Linked DNA regions of Danio rerio: all the other regions are linked to region 4. A link is a contact called in public Hi-C and HiChIP or PLAC-seq data. All regions are on one chromosome and are shown on one strand. The core of a region is the stretch at or near the end of the contact, and the rest is flanking DNA. Distances in the headings are between cores, read along the strand shown.

Region 1 (2,700 bases), core at 88-2,587, 160 kb before region 4:
GGTTTTTCCTATTTAAAGCTGTTGTTGTCTTACCAGCGACTCCGACCTGGTGTGTGGCGAATGCTGGCAGCCGGTTTTGCCCCTCCGCGAGCCACACGCTCAGAACAGCCTGATCTCCGCGCGCGTGGTGGAAACTGAAGCCGTGACGTGCAGCAGCAGAACACACACGAGACTGAGAGATGGGGACATGGAGCCATACTGCAACACGGCCTTCTGAACGCCACTGATGCAGAGACACTGACACACACGCACACACACACACACACACACACACACACACACACACACACACACACACACACACACACACATTTACAAATATTATTATTCACTTATAGAAATTTACATATTTATAACACATTTTAGTTTCATATTTAGATATTAAAAAACAGGCCACACATTTGTTTTCAAATATAAAAGCAAAAACATAAAATCATGCCAAACACCACAGAGATTCAATGAGTTAAACTGTTCTCTGATATCTACATAGTAGGTGCTTAGGTAAGTTTAAAAAGTATCCAGAAATGGTTTTATATGCTCATTTATTACTCCATAAAAAGCCCCTACAAGCAGAAGCTCTATGTTGACCATTCCAAATATGGTCAATAGAGATCAAAGATGCCCCAAAGTAAGGCCCGCTGGCCAAGGTGGCCCACTGTAACCTTTGATTTGGCCCAACATCGCATCTGAGAGGAGAGTGAGTATGATGGAGAGGTTGTGGGGAATGCCTTTAACACAGAGATCTTCATTTCTAATTTGACGTAACACCCAAATAGATAAAATAAAAAGGTTAGGTAAAAAGCTTTTGCGAGTTTTAATCTCAACTTTATATTTTATCTACAAGTTTTTTCATTCAGAGGCAAGAACGGGCTTTCATACCGCTGCTGTAGGCTCAACACTTGCTGAATTAACTACTTTAAAAGAAATCCATTGTTTTGATGATGTTTTGATGAATGAATAATGAATAATTAAGCCTAAAGATGAGCTTTTATAATTTAAAAAATACATTGGCAAAAAAACACTTCTCATCAGATGGTGTATTATTCTCGTACCCTTCAGCAGATCACTGAACTCCTCCTCGCTGATGTCCGGCGGAAAGTCTCGCACCGTCACGCCGCCAAACCGATCAACATCTCCGGCCAGCAGAGGCGGACAGAGCCGCTCCTCACAGCCGGAGCAGAAGCGAGCAGAGCCAGCAGAGACCAGCCGGAACTTTCCGAAAACAGATGAGGCCCTGGAGGAGCCAGAAGTGACCCTAAAGAACCCAGAAGACACCCTGCACAACCCAGAGGAGACCCTACAGAACCCGGCTGACATGATCCACAAAACCATCATCGATCAAACCAAAACAACATAAGAACGAGCGCGCCGTAAACACTGCAGTACTCGCGCACAGGAAAATGCAGAGCAAGACTAGTTTATTTCTATAGCACACTTCATTCATAATGGTAATTCAAAGTGCTTTACTTAAACAAGAATAAAAGTATTAAGTATAAGAATAATAAAGAAAAAAGTGTAAGAAAATAAAAACTACAAAGAATAAAAATGATTAAAAACAGATCACAATGTGTTAAAACTGGTTTTAATGAATGCATAAACATTTATAATTATTTCTGTCTTTTTTATTCCTTTATTTATTTTGCATAAGAAATTTTTTTGCTGCTTGTTCCAATTACAATGGGGAGAAGGGGGTCAACTTTTTCAGTAATGTTAGAGTAAAACATGCTTCAGTGAATCAAATCTATGTACTAATTTAAATTACATATAATTTATTAATGAAATGTTTTTAAGGTTTCAGTGTTTTGAGGAATATTTAGTGTTTCCTGACTTACAGACACTCTGATCAGCTATTTCTGCAAACTGTGGGTCAAACTATACAAACTATGCGTCTCATCCTTTACTATAATGAGTCTAATATTTCACTTTTAGGCTATATGTAGATAAAAACTGATACAATTACACTAACTTAATCAATTTGCATTGGGATGACATGATGGGATTGTATGGAACCCTGCATTTTTACAGTGTGTTGCAATGTTTGTACGACCAGGAAACATGAGAACCCTCATTAACCACATGTCATGCTAACACAAAACATGATGACAAGAACATAAACCATCACAGCAAAACCACACCAGTGCAAGTAAACTTACAACAAAGCATTTATCAGCACAATACTTCATTATTGTATTGCCTCCATCTAAATGAACCTATAATTAAACTGTAAAAATGCAAGGCTGTTTGACTAATTATTATCAAACAAACGCAATGATATGTTGTTTTAGGTATATTTGCAGAGCAAAAACAGTTATGACCATACTAATACATTTATCTGTTAAATAAATGATATGAAAATAGACTGTATTAAATGAGCTTGTGGATTTTGACTGTAAATACAGTTTAAATTTGAAGAATTTTTTAATTCAATTCAATACTAATTCATCTTAATGTTTTCAACACAAGAGCGTTAATACTGCTGTATGATATTAAGACAAAGACAATGAAGGAAAAATAAACAAGAGTAGCGAAAACAACATTATACATCAGGTAAAACAGAAGATCTGCTGCTGGCCTCATGAATCCTCGTGCTCGTCTCCAGATCTGCTCATTCTCACATTCTCATCTTCTGCTTTCTTTCCTAAATTAACCAAATCATCATCATCATCATCATCACCAGTTCTTCACATCTGCACTACAGAT
Region 2 (2,700 bases), core at 87-2,586, 140 kb after region 4:
ATAAGTTTTTCAGGGTATCAGCACTTTAGGGTGAGACTATCAGTACTTTAGGGTGAGACTATTAGTAATTAATAGAGAGACTATCAGTACTTTACGGTGGGACTATCAGTATTTTAGTGTTGGACTATCAATACTTTAGAGAGGGGCTATCTACTTTAGGGCGAGACTATTAATACTTTAGGGTGGGACTATCAGTACTTCAGGGAGGGGCTATATGTACTTTAGGGTGGGACTATAAGTAGTTTAGGGCAGGGCTATTAGTACTTCAGGGAGGGGCTACTGTACTTTAAGATGGGACTATCAGCACTTTAGGGTGAGATTATCAGTACTTTAGGACGGGACTATCAGTAGTTTAGGGTGGGACCATCAGTACTTTCGGCAGGGACTATCAGTACTTTGGGGAGGGGCTATTTACATTAGGACGGGACTATCAGTAGTTTAGGACGAGACTATCAGTAGTTTAGGATGGGACTATCAGTATTTTCGGCAGGGACTATCAGTACTTTGGGGAGGGGCTATTTACATTAGGGTGGGACTATCAGTATTTTAGGGTGAGGCTATCTGTACTTTACGGTGGGATTATACAATTAGGGCGGGGCTAAAGTAATTTAGGGCGGGGCTATCTGTACTTTAGAGAGGAACTATCAGTACTTTGCGGGAACATCACAGCTCTGAATTTGTCCTTTCGTCCATCTTCCTTCATTTTGTTGGCGATGACCGTCTTTTAACAATCCAATCGATTCTCAAAGGACAAAATCACACACCACCTAACTTTTTTTTGCAGATTTGAAGAGGATTTACATCACATTAGTGGAAAAAATGACAATCTCAAAGTTTCAGGGCGACTTTAAGAGTTAATGTCCATATCTGTGCACATCGCAGAAACTGAAACATTTTGTTTTCTGCAAGGGTATGACCCAGGTATGAACACCGACACCACAATCAGCATCTGCTTGCACTGCTTAACTACATATTTACAATGAGGCGGAGGCGGTGGTATAATGTGCTGTATTTGTTTATTTTAGTTTGTTGTCTTCATATAGATGTCATTTGATGTACATATTTAACAACACCCACCAACCAAAATATATGGCATAACCCAGGATTGGACTGACCGGATCATCTGAGCATTTGTGTGGTTGAAACTTATTGGCTCGAGACTTCCGCTCTTTTTCAGGTCTGTCCTGCACTTTTTACAATAATTATCTTTCCAAAGCAACTCTCTCAGTTATTATTGGCACTGTTAACTCTTGTCATGCGTGTGCATATGTGTGAGTGCGTGTATGTGTGTGCGCATGCATGCGTCTGGCCAGAGCAGTGGAAAGGCACAGCAGAGATGTGACACGTGTGAAATGAGTCTGCCTGAATCTGCGCTGCCAGAGAGAGAGAAACAGAGTTACTACAACCATGTGCAGTGGCTTCAGTCCAGCGCTCTGTGTGTGTGTGTGTGTGTGTGTGTGTGTGTGTGTGTGTGTGTGTGTGTGTGTGTGTGTGTGTGTGTGTGTGTGTGTGTGTGTGTGTGTGTGTAGCATTAGTGCTGGCTAACTTTGCATAGTTCTCTTCAGATTTATTTATTCTGCTCTGAACTACGGCATTGTGGGTTTGCACTGACACACACTCAGAATCATACACACACACACGCACACACTGTCACACACACTAATTTTTACAGTGTTTTTTTTTACAGGATGCTGAGAGGACAGGCAAGCTACACACACACACTCACAGACAGAGACACACACTGATTATTGCAGTTATGTTTACAGGACTCAATAGTGTGACCTGCAGCACACACACACACACACACACACACACACACACACACACACACACAGAACTGCAGTGGACGTGTGTGTGTGCTGGAGAGCGGCTGCAGATTCCTCTGATATACCCAGAGCTGCTCCTCATAGTCTGGCATCTGTCCACAAACCACATGAAACTGAGCCTCTGCTGCGCGACCGAGACTTGCTGAGTCCACACACACGCACACACACACTCCTGGCAGATCGAAACGAGACAGTTAAGAATCACTCGGCGGATGCATTTATATCCAGAGTGACCCAGAACAGCTCATTCATACAGCAGGAAGAAGAAGATTATTCAAGTGTGCTATTTAAACTGAAACAACACAGAATATACTTGAGTTCAGCTTTTAAGAGCTTCTCTGAGATACACTTAAAGGTGCAGTGTGTAAGTTTGACACCCGGTGGCTGAGCTAGGTATTGCACTCCTGGTTCAATACAAATGCAAGCGCAGGTTGCCAGATTGACGACACCAGCAGCAGTGTGCCTAAAGACTGATTTAAACAGTGTTATAAAGAAAAGCAACGGCACATGATAGAAGAAATGTTCTCCATATTAAAAGGAGTTGAAACTGATATATTAGAAACGGCTTCTGCTTCTCACAGCTGAGCAGTAGAAAACTGACAGTGATCAGCTCAGCTACAGCTCATGTGCTTTACTCAGTGTTAAATGCTAATGTGAGTTTTACATGACATTTATTCCTGTACTACTGACAGCAGCAGCAGATAGTTCAGCTCAGATCTGGAGAATATATTGTGCTGGAGTGCAGTGAGTGCACTATTGTGTGCTTCTGAATGGCTGTGTTTACATTTCTGTCCTGTTTCGTCTGCTGCAAACAGTCAAACTGCTCATCACTGGGTATCTCATCATGTATCGTGTTGTTAGGACACGGGATTAC
Region 3 (2,700 bases), core at 100-2,599, 250 kb after region 4:
GCGTAGTTCACAACGGTAGCGTGGCCGAGCGGTCTAAGGCGCTGGATTAAGGCTCCAGTCTCTTCGGGGGCGTGGGTTCGAATCCCACCGCTGCCAGAAACGTTTTTAATTTATTAGCACATTATAATAATAAAAGGGCGACTTATGCTAATAATCACAACATGTTCCAAAGTAACTTCACATACAGCTAAACACACACTATTTCGCGCTGTTTCCCACTCTGAGGTGATTGTGGGTCTTATTATATAATTATATATATTATATATTATTATATAATAATTATTAATCACCTGTTTTAAATGGTCTGGCTGTAAAAGTAAGAGGGGCGTATCACCCTGTCTTCTGCAAAACCCCGATTAGGAGAAACACATCACACATCTATGACTGAAACAACAGTCTGTTCTTCCAGAAACAACAGTGACACATCTATTCCAGAAGATCATCAGGGTTTTAAAGGTGTATTCAACCCAAAATAAACATTCTGCCATCAGTTACTCAGCCTCGAGCCCTTCCAAACCCCTACGACTTTCCTATACAGTCAACAAATTAGGTTTTCCCTAAAAATTGAATGAAAATTCCTCCCTAAACACCCTGAAAAGGTTTGACATGAGTCAGAAATGTCAATTTCTCCATATCTGCCATGGTCGATCATCAGTTAAAACAGCACCTAATTAAACTGTATCCTAATAGAGCAAAACATGTCTACTTTAGAGACAGATGACGGAGTAAGCGCAACACCTATTTTAATACTGTCTATGATCCTCACCCAAACTATATTGAGAGGATCTGAAATTAATATGAGGAAGAGAGATCCTATTTTACTGTGCTAATAAATGTATGGATAAGAGTAAAATCTTTATGTTATTAATTAATATTATTAAGTTTTATGCACACAAATGTAACTGGACACACGTATTGTCCAATATCTCCCATTCCAAAGTTTATTATTATTATATTATCATCAGTACTAGTTTAGTATATTATAATATGGTATAGTGTTATATTATATATACACATATATGTGTTACTAAAATTCCCGAACCTCTTCTTTTCTTGATTATTTAGTTAAACATTAATGTATTTGCTTCTTTATTAGTACTTTATTCATAATATATTTAATTATTATGATTTCCTCAGTTTTTTCAGCAATAATGTGAATATATGTCGTGGTTCTAATTGTTAAATATGAATGTAATAACAGCATATGATCAAACAAAACATTCCCTGACACTCATTAGCACACGATCTTCACCCACAGAACTGCACTGACCCATGGAGACCAACAGGCGGCGCTTTCGTTCGTTCAGAGCTGTAGTTTCTTCTTCTCGCCTGTTTCGCGTTTCCAGTTAGCGGTATAAACTTCCGGCTGTCCGCGGCTCTGTAACGGATCGGTGTATTCGGTTGTGTTGTCGGTGTGTCCGTGATGGCGGCGCTTCACCCCGGAGACCCGCAGCTCGTGTCGGTGATCGTGAATCATCTGAAGACCGAAGGACTGTTCGACCAGTTCCGCAGAGACTGCCTGGCGGACGTGGACACAAAGGCAAAACACACACACACACACACACACACACACACACACACACACACACACACACACCTCTATCTTCATTCTCACACACACACACACACCAAAATATACAGATAAACAAAAATAAACACACGTTAATATATATATATATATATATATATATATATATATATATATATATATATATATATATATATATATATATATATATATACACACACACACACACACACCCTCTCTCAGTCCGTCTCGGCAGTACAGCAGCGCAGTGATTATATTCAGTATAATGGAGCAGCTCTGAGCAGATGGAAACAGAGCTGAGTGTGTTTGTGGAGGATCTCATGTGACACATCAGGATTCTGCTGTATTTAGTGTGATGATGATGATGATGATGATGATGACAGCAGTACAGGGTTTAGGGCGGGCGCTGCTGATGTTTATGTGCTCATCCTTCATGTAAATCCAGATGTTTATATCAGTTTATAACAGTAGGTGCTTGAGTGTGTGTGTATATATAATGAGTTTAATGGTCAGTATGGTGTTGATAATCTTCAGGACATCAGAGTTTCAGGTGTGCTACAGTAGGTTTATCTGTGTAGTTTATTGTGTGTGTTTGTGTGTGTGTGTGTGTGTGTGTGTCTCCTCCAGCCGGCATATCTGCACCTGCGGCAGCGTGTTGACAACTTTGTGTCCAATCATCTGGCAAACCACACCTGGAGCCCACAGCTGAACAAGAACCAGCTGAGGAACAGCATCAGACAGCTGGTGCAGCAGTACGTCTGTCTCGATACCTGTCTGTCTCTATACCTGTCTGTCTGTCTCTATACCTGTCTGTCTCTATACCTGTCTGTCTGTCTCTATACCTGTCTGTCTCTATACCTGTCTGTCTCTATACCTGTCTGTCTGTCTCTATACCTGTCTGTCTCTATACCTGTCTGTCTCTATACCTGTCTGTCTGTCTGTCTCTATACCTGTCTGTCTGTCTGTCTCTATACCTGTCTGTCTCTATACCTGTCTGTCTGTCTGTCTCTATACCTGTCTGTCTGTCTCTATACCTGTCTGTCTGTCTGTCTCTATACCTGTCTGTCTCTATACCTGTCTGTCTGGCTGTCTCTATACCTGTCTGTCTGTCTCTATACCTGTCTGTCTGTCTTGTCTCTATACCTGTCTGT
Region 4 (2,700 bases), core at 71-2,570:
TGGGCTGGACTCAATTATACTGAGCGCTGTATATATATATATATATATATATATATGACAGAATAAGTATGTTGTTCACAATTACATAAATATTGTATACACTTATTGACTATTTCACACGTTTTTTTTTTAGGGTGAAACCTTCTCAAATGTTATTTAAAGCATTAAACATGCACTCAATGTGTTTTCTTTCTCTCCATACATTTACTTTTACATTGCTTTAAATTAAATTTCATGCAAACAATACGATTTCTTTGACCCATATCCGCATTGTAGTGAATTGCTGTTGCATCTGATTGTATTAATTAACAAAAATTATGAAAATGAATCAAATTTAGAGCAATTCTGAGCACAGACTGGTGCTTTAATGTGATTTATAAGACCTTTTAAATCCTACAGACAGGGAAAACTATCACAGTTGTGATTTTTTTTTTTTAACAAATGAGGCACCCTAAAATAGACATTATTTATTTCATGCATATTTTTAGATTAAACCTTCTCAAATGTTCTTTAAAACATTGAACATGCATTGAATATGTTCCCTTTCTCTCCATACATTTGCTTTTACGTTGCTTACTGTGAACAATACGATTTCTCTGACACACATCTGCATTTTAGTGATGAGCTATTGCATCTTATTGTATTAAATTACTACAATTATGAAAATACATCAAATTTAGAACAATTCTGAGCACAGACTGATGCTTTTTAATGTGGTTTATAAGACCTTTTCAATCCTACAGACAAAACAGGATCACAGTTGTGTTTTTTTAACAAATAAGGCACACTAAAACATAGATTAAATAAATGCAACATCTACAAATATACCTCCTAGACCGAAAAAAAAAGATGTCTGCAAAATTGTGTCAAACAATAAACGTGTTGAATTTAAACAAATTAAATTGAGTAATGTTCAACTTAATTTGTTTACATTTAGCCTAAATAAAGTTTACAACCACTTAATTTAGTAAATCCAAGGAATCACCCTTGAGTATTTTATTTTCAGTGCAGTAAAATATGCACAGTTGAGCTGCTAAAAGCGACGGCTGGCATATAAATGAGCAGTCGGTGTTATTATGGGCACATAACGGTACATTCAATACCTGGAGCGCAACTCTCTTATAACAGTCCGTCTGAGCCATGATTGACGTCTCCCTCGTCCAATCAGAGCCCTGCTCGATGACTTTACAATAGAACGCGGAGCCAAAGAGAGGCGTGGCCGCACGCAGGAGGCCAATAGCAGCAGAGCAGGGCGGGAGTTTTCTCAACTCGGGCTTTTGTTCTCAGTCAGGGCAGCAAAGAGAAGTTTGCTCACCGTTATTCCGCGGGACATCCCGTAGCAGAATCACAGGGATACACCGAGAGCTCGCTTATTTCCTTCAGGGAAATCATTAAAATAAGATTTAGAAAGCTCACATTGTGAGGTGGGAGGATTTACAAAAGAGCGAACTTTTTAGTTTAGCTCACAATGGAAACTCCATCATCATCACCACCATCATCATCATCATCATGAGAGGAGTTTTACTGCACGATCTCTGACAGGATTTTACAGCAGCTACACCTCTTCAACTTTCCTCAAACAGAGCATAAAGCAGTTTTAAGGAATACCCCTGTGGATTAATCAACTTTCAGCGCGAGTTCCGAGTCTCTTTCTCTCCGTTTTAATGGATATAATGCTGCAAATCTGAGGTGAATGTATGAGGCTCGGGAAAACCCGGACTGCATCTGCGATCATGGCGCTTTCAGGTACCTCCACGCACCTCGTTCTGCTCGTGTTCTGGACTTTATCGCGCTGTTCTGTCTCCAGTCAAGTTCGGCAGGAGTTTGAGGTTCTTGAGGAGCAGCCGGTGGGCACCTATGTGGGCACCATCGAGACCAAACCCGCCTTCACGTACAGATTCAGCGAGCAGCACAAACTTTTTTCCATCAACGCGACGACGGGCGTCATCTACACGTCCTCCGTGATCGATCGGGAAGTTCTGCCCGGGAACATCATCAATGTGGTGGTGCTGTCCAGCCAGCCGACTTACCCGACTGAAGTGCGCATCGTGGTGCTGGATATCAATGATAACGCGCCCGTGTTTCCCGACGCGTCGATAGTGGTGTCGTTTAAAGAGGACGCGAGCAGCGGGCGGCAGGTCATTCTGGACACCGCCACCGACGCGGACATCGGTAGCAACGGAGTGGATCACACCACATACCGGATCATCAGCGGGAACGACCAGCGGAAATTCCGCCTGGACATCACCGTCAACCCGAGCGGAGAGGGCGCGTTTTTACACCTAGTCTCCACTGGAGGGCTGGACAGAGAAACGACTCCATTCTACCAGCTGCTTATTCAAGTGGAAGATAAAGGAGAGCCCAAAAAGTTTGGCTATCTTCAAGTAAACGTCACTATTCAGGATATAAACGACAACCCTCCCTCTTTTGACCATGAGCAGTATCAGACTAGTGTGTTTGAGGATGCTGCCGTCGGCTCTAGTGTGCTGCAGATTGCAGCCAGTGATCTGGATGAAGGTGCAAACGCTGAAATAACCTATCTTTTAGATGAGGGGACTCCTTTTCAGATTGACCCCAAGGCTGGGACTGTTGTTATAAAGGAGGGGTTGGATTACGAGACTAAAAGGGAGTATTCTCTCACCATCCACGCTGTGGATAACGGCGTCCCTTCACTTTACACTAGAACTGAAGCTACTGTTA

Evidence for each region. Hi-C and Micro-C count contacts between places; a contact is called where the count stands out from the background. HiChIP or PLAC-seq counts read pairs in DNA pulled down with a chosen protein or histone mark.
Region 1: a contact with region 4 is called in an H3K4me3 HiChIP or PLAC-seq map of gastrula embryo, with 3 times the contacts expected there. The contact joins the promoter of nudt6 here to the promoter of fat4 in region 4. A contact is called at or near these places in 2 of 4 datasets of contacts at active chromatin or transcription factors (embryo and gastrula embryo).
Region 2: a Hi-C map of an unstated tissue shows a contact between it and region 4, with 2.6 times the contacts expected there. The contact joins the enhancer-like site here to the promoter of fat4 in region 4. A contact is called at or near these places in 2 of 18 Hi-C or Micro-C datasets (embryo and an unstated tissue) and 2 of 4 datasets of contacts at active chromatin or transcription factors (caudal fin and gastrula embryo).
Region 3: an H3K4me3 HiChIP or PLAC-seq map of gastrula embryo shows a contact between it and region 4, with 2.1 times the contacts expected there. The contact joins the promoter of bod1l1 here to the promoter of fat4 in region 4. A contact is called at or near these places in 2 of 4 datasets of contacts at active chromatin or transcription factors (embryo and gastrula embryo).

The regions. Positions count from the first base shown.
Region 1 is chr14:748,968-751,667 of GRCz12tu, reverse strand. It overlaps nudt6 (nudix (nucleoside diphosphate linked moiety X)-type motif 6), which reads right to left and starts at 1,337. Exons shown (of 5, transcript NM_001089522.2): 1 at 1,053-1,337; 2 at 34-237. The coding sequence starts at 1,332.
Region 2 is chr14:450,592-453,291 of GRCz12tu, reverse strand. No RefSeq gene overlaps it. Among named protein-coding and RNA genes, the nearest start is that of zgc:92045, 87 kb to the right of the region's middle. Within about 2 kb of position 1,336, at least 11 of the 62 cell types and tissues checked have an H3K27ac peak or open chromatin away from gene starts, as enhancers often do.
Region 3 is chr14:339,209-341,908 of GRCz12tu, reverse strand. bod1l1 (biorientation of chromosomes in cell division 1-like 1) reads left to right here and starts at 1,349. Exons shown (of 24, transcript XM_009307627.5): 1 at 1,349-1,540; 2 at 2,177-2,301. The coding sequence starts at 1,424. It overlaps trnal-aag (transfer RNA leucine (anticodon AAG)), which reads left to right and starts at 15; the gene lies at 15-96.
Region 4 is chr14:589,581-592,280 of GRCz12tu, reverse strand. fat4 (FAT atypical cadherin 4) reads left to right here and starts at 1,320. Exons shown (of 17, transcript XM_073922402.1): 1 at 1,320-2,700. The coding sequence starts at 1,698.